2 separate regions of the Ovis aries genome follow, and region 1 is linked to region 2. The links are chromatin contacts, called in public Hi-C maps. All regions are on one chromosome and are shown on one strand. The core of a region is the stretch at or near the end of the contact, and the rest is flanking DNA. Distances in the headings are between cores, read along the strand shown.

The links. Hi-C and Micro-C count contacts between places; a contact is called where the count stands out from the background.
Region 1: a Hi-C map of omental adipose tissue shows a contact between it and region 2, with 1.9 times the contacts expected there. The contact joins the enhancer-like site here to the promoter of MVP in region 2. A contact is called at or near these places in 6 of 16 Hi-C or Micro-C datasets (blood, muscle, omental adipose tissue and 1 more).

What each region holds. Positions count from the first base shown.
Region 1 is chr24:27,005,029-27,007,728 of ARS-UI_Ramb_v3.0, forward strand. No RefSeq gene overlaps it. Among named protein-coding and RNA genes, the nearest start is that of C24H16orf54, 12 kb to the left of the region's middle. Within about 2 kb of position 1,378, at least 4 of the 54 cell types and tissues checked have an H3K27ac peak or open chromatin away from gene starts, as enhancers often do.
Region 2 is chr24:26,935,449-26,938,306 of ARS-UI_Ramb_v3.0, forward strand. It overlaps MVP (major vault protein), which reads right to left and starts at 1,488. Exons shown (of 15, transcript XM_042240079.2): 1 at 1,408-1,488. PAGR1 (PAXIP1 associated glutamate rich protein 1) reads right to left here. Exons shown (of 3, transcript XM_042240083.1): 3 at 2,033-2,462. The coding sequence ends at 2,263.

The sequences.
Region 1 (2,700 bases), core at 128-2,627, 69 kb after region 2:
CCGATGGAGTGCAGCCCACCAGGCTTCTCCGTCCATGGGATTTTCCAGGCAAGAGTACTGGAGTGGGGTGCCATCGCCTTCGCCTGTTAGCCTAGGATCTTTGAAATCGGAAAGGAAGATGGAATCAGAGCAGAATGGACGGTGCTGTGACTGCAGTGCCCTCTGGTGGCCATAAGGGGATTTGGCGGTATTCTTCGGTATTTTTTTTATTGTCTATTCTCCCCTCGCCACTCCATTGTTTATTCTCTTCCCTACCCCGCCCCGCCCCCACACAGAGCCCCCCACTAGAATATAAACTCCATGAGACTAGGGCTTTTTCACCGTTTGCTCATTGTTGTATATCCAGCGTCTAGGACAGTGCCTGGCACATAGTAGGCTTTCAACAAATACTTGTTTTTGAATCTGCTCCTCCACTTTATTGACCCTAAGCAACATTCTTAACTTCATAAAGCCTCAGTTTCCTGAGCAAACGGGAGTTACTAACATCCCCACTCCCATAAGCATGAACTGAGAATAAGACCTACACGTGCTGAGCAAGGGCCCTCAGTTAAATAAACGTGTGTTTCCTTCTCCCCCAGCAGCCGGCAGTGATGATGCTGTATATGCTGCCTTGATTTGCACCTGATTTTTGATGGGCATGTTTGCTTTAATGGACATTGGCTTTATGCTGGGTGGGGGCAGCCTGTGGAAGTCATCTGAGCCTAGTCTCAGGCTGGTCAGGGAAGAAGGAAGATACCAGGTAGATACCAGGTGAAATGTGAGACTTTGGCCATTCACCCCTGTCTCCTCATTCTCATGGCCACACCCAGTTCTTCCTCTGGCCCTGAACCCATCAGGTTCCATCTGCGCCCTGAGCCTTTGCAGATACTATTTCTCCTACCTGCCCTCCCTTCTTGCTGACCACCTGCCATGACCCACATTCAAGCCCCTGAGTAGCGGTATCAGCCTTCCCTTGGCCTGCCTACAGCCACTCTGGCCCCTTCAAATAGATCTTCCTGCAAATATGCTTATCTCATTTTCCAGTTTCAATCTGATTGTTCTTGGGACAGAGTCCAAGTCCTCTGACCTACCATTTTGTGGTCTGGATGCTGCCCAGCTCCTAGTCATCTCGCCTCTCCTGATCTCAGCCTCAAATCTTAACCAAACAATCCAAGCCATTTCCCACTTCTGACCCTTTGCCTACAGTCTCCTCTGCCTGGAAATCCACCCTTGCAAGGAGAGCATGAATTGTTTTTGCCTCCCTACGCTCCCTTTTCTTCTAGGCAGGTGGGGGAATCCCCTCCCAGTGCTTGCATTTAGGATCAGGCTGGGAGGACTGGTTCATTTTTCTGTTCAAGGGTGAGCTTGAGATTCAGCCTGGCAGCTTGCTTTTTTTCTATTTTAATTGGGATGCTGTGGTTGCCACCCACATTCTCCGGTTGGCCACAGTTTGCTCCCCTGCGTCTTCTTCCAGCCTCCCCCATTTGTCTCACGTGCTTGGATCCTAGAGGCATCTGAGTTTGAGACTCCTGGTACACGTCTCCCTTCTGCCTCTACTAGACTCTGACTCCCTCTTGAGCCCAAGGCTTTTGCCTTTCAGTTCCCTGCTCATCTTGGGTCCCCATTTCTGTCCTGACACCCAGTTCCATGAGGGTTCAGCTATCCCCCTGCAGGTCGGAGGAGCTGGTCCTCGAAGATCTAAGATCCCTGGAGCAGGGAAGGCTGCCTGGCAGAGAGTGTCCTTGTTTCCTTGGAGGCAGGACAGGAGGGCACTGGGGTGGAAGTGTGTATCGCAGCATAGGTGTAGCCCAGGTGGCATCTCTGGTCCGTGTCCTGTGAGAATTGCCCCTTTAGTTCAGGACATCGGCCAAGGCACCAGCCACTTCTGCCCGGCATCTTTGCTAGATGAATCTCCACGGTGTGCTCAGAGCCTGGCCATGGCAGGCACTCAACACACATCTGATGCTTGAAAGATGAAGGTATTGGCCTGTCTGGAGCTTTCCCATCTGGGGTGAGCTTGATGTTTTCTTGATCTGCTCCTTTCCCATCGCTGGTGTCCAGGGTTGAAAAGGGGGCAGAGGGGTAGAATTGATCCCTCAAGACAGACTGGGACCCCCAGCCTCCCCTTGAAGAAAGAGCCTCTGTGGCTGAGACCTGTTTTTCTCTCCTCCTGGCAAAGGGTGGAGAAGAGAGTAGATTCTGGGAGGGGAGAGGCGACTCCAGACTGAAGCCCTTCCAGAAGGAAGCACCCTGGGGACCTTCACCCTTGGGGCCCTTCATGCTCTTGTTCCTCCCAGAGGCACCCAGATGGGTCAGAGAGAGAGAGAGGTTCGAGGTGAGGGTAGGAATGGCCACACAAATGGGCAAGACCTCAGGGGTGCGGGTGCGCATGTGTGCTTGGGGGGCTGGATTTAGACCCTCTGCTTAGACCTCTGAGTCCTGACCTAGCACGGAATGAAGTTTGATATCTGAACACGGGCCCCCACCCATCCCTTCCTTACTCCCTAACTGACCTAGGCTCTGGTCCTCTCAGAGGCTCAGCAGCTGCGTATCTCTCCCAACTAATGATATCCTAAAAGGCCTTCAGCACCCAATGGGGGTTTCATCTGGAGAAGGATGGGTGGTGGAGTCTGTTGGGGACCCCAAAAGTGAGGAATGAACAAGTTCTCACGTCCAACCAAAGAGATGGCAATAGTAGCCAGAGGCGAAACGTGAAATACT
Region 2 (2,858 bases), core at 238-2,737:
CCCCCCACCTAAAAAAAAAAAAAAACAAAAAAAAAACACCACCCTAGAATTTAAAGAATTTGCTCAGAATTGCACAGGGATCAAGGGATGGAGCCAGAATTCCACCCGAGGTACTATGTCTGCTGCTGCTGCTAAGTTGCTTCAGCCGTGTCCGACTCTGTGCGACCCCACAGACAGCAGCCCACCAGGCTCCGCCGTCCCTGGGATTCTCCAGACAAGAACACTGGAGTGGGTTGCCATTTCCTTCTCCAATGCATGAAAGTGAAAAGTGAAAGTGAAGTTGCTCAGTCATGTCCAACTCTCAGAGACCCCATGGACTGCAGCCCACTATGTCTGCAGAACCGCCAAACCAGGAAGTAGTGTGGCTTCTCATGCAAAAATGTCAGTAAGATTCTAGAGTCAGGACTTTGGGACCTGGGTGGGGCTGGGTACTCTTCAGGAGATAGTGCCAGTGCAGTTCAAAGGTATTCTCTGCAACCTAGGAAGGCAGCACCCAACAAGGAGCCATTCAACGTGGCTGCCCTACATGCTCATGGCTTTAAAGAACTGCCCTGTCCAGAAAGCCTCGCCCCCAGGGCAGGTCGGGTGTCCTGTGTGCCAAGGGTGGCAACATGCAGAAGCTTCTGGGAGTCAGTTGGCACCCTACTGACTGCCAGCCCTCCTCCCCATAAAATCTAGGGGCCTACGCGGATATGGAGCAAAGAGGGCACAACCTGCTTCTACTACCCGCCGCCGCCCAACCCTCTGTGCTTCTAAGATCCCCAGAATTACAGGCCAGTGGGTCCAAAATAGAGCTTCCTTACACTTTGGTCACCCTGTCCCCCGCCCCGTCAAAAACAAAAACCAAACAGAGCCTTGCTCAGCAAACTCCGTGTCTTCCGGAAATCAAGCCTTCCTTAAGATTACTCTGCCAATGATTTCTCAAATGATCTGCAAGGCCCACAGCTGACACAGCCCTGAGCAGGGAAGAGGGGAACACACTGATGTCTGCAGAGCTGAGGAATCTCAATGGAGGAAAAAAAAAAAAAATTACATTCTAAGAGCTTAAGGGGACAGGCAAGATAAATCTAGCAGGGACCAATCTGACTGGAGGAGGGATTCTAAATGGATCCCTTAGGTTTCCTCTGCCCCTACTGCTGATGGGGGAGCTGGAGGTCTGAAAGGCCTGAGATTTCGGGTCTGGGGGTGTTGGCAAGGTGACAAGTTGATCTACCTTTACTTCAGAAGCCAGAAAAAAAAAAAGAAAGCAAACCCTCCCGAGGCTAAGCCGCCATCCATCTTCTCATAGTTCTGGTTCAGGGACCACTTGCCCCAGCTGAAGCCTCAAGAAGGCACAACAGAGCTGAAGAGGGACTTGAGAGCCACAAGGTCCCACTCACTGGTTTGGGGCCTTTATGAAGTACTTACATCCAGAAGTGTGGCTTGGCTGCAACAGACTCCTCAGTTCAGGGAAACTCCAGCACCCAGCCCTGGGGATCACTTCCCGACAGAGCAGGCTCAGGGGTGGGGCTTGGGATTTAAAGGGCCCTAGCAGCTGGTTCTCATTTCTTTTTTTTCTCCACCTCTAGGCGGCTTCCCAGGTGATTCAGTGGTAAAGAAACTTGCCTACCAAGTCAGGAGATACGGGTTTGATCCCTGGGTCAGGAAGATCCCCTGGAGAAGGAAATGGCACCCACTCCAGTATTCTTGCCTGGGAAATCTCATGGACAAAGGAGCCTGTCCATGGGGCTACATAGTCCATGGGGTCGCAAAAGAGTCAGACACGATTGAACAACTAATGAAGAAAAACAAGGTGGCTCCTACTACAGCTGAAGGCACTGACCTCATTCAGTGGTGGGGAATGCCCACCCCACAGCCAGCTGGCAGCCCTGGATGCACACTGGGAAGGGTCCACAGCCTGAGGCAGGGGGCAGGTGCTGACTGAGCTCACTTCTACCCCATCTGCCTTCAATTGCAGTCAGGGTGAGTACAGTCCTGCTTCTCCACAAGGATCTTGGCTTCAGCGGCAGCCTCTCCTCTAAGAGAAGGTAACTTGCTTTTAAAATTTTTTTTTATTTTAGATTCAGAAAATTTGGCTCAGGTCTCCCAACAGATGTTCAAGAGAAAACACACACACACACACACACACACACACACACACACACACGTCAGTCCTCCTTCCGGCAAGGTGTTGTGGTGGGAGTCTGGGAGCATCTCTCCTCTTGCCCAAGACCCTGGGTGAGGGAAGGTGGGCCAAGGCTCCAGCAGGCAGACTCAGCACCCTCAGTATTTCCGCTGCCGGGGGAAGAGACTACTTCCTGAGGACCGGAGCGGGGGGCTGGCGGGGCTGGCGTCCTCTGAGTCCAGGCTGAAGAGGTCCCTGCCGGTACGAAGGATCTGCTCCTCTAGCTTCTTGTGTCGCTTCATGTCTGAAAGGACCTTGTCCAGGCGGGCCTCCCGTTTCTGGCTCCGGGCTGAGCTTCCTGAAGAAGGGGAAGATGAGAAAAGTGGAAGGGAGTGAGGCAGTATGTGCCAGACCTGCCTGGGTCTTATTAATCACTTGGGGAGCTTATTAAACAAAGAGATTTCCAGGTCTGTTATGAAGGCACTTTTTTTTTGGATATTGTCACATTTTAATTTTTTGGTTTCATTTTGGCACATTCAACTCACACTCAAATTTTTAGAATTAGAAGCACATTATCTTTCTACATGCAGGGTAGAAGACTATTTGTAAACCATATAACATTTTCAATTCATTCAGACATAATTGCCATAGACGTCATGGAGGTTCTGAGGTTTAGGGTTGGGGTCTCAGATGGGGTGGGAAGTGAAGGTTTGAATTATAAGAAGAGGCCAGAAGTGAGAAGATCAGGGAGGTG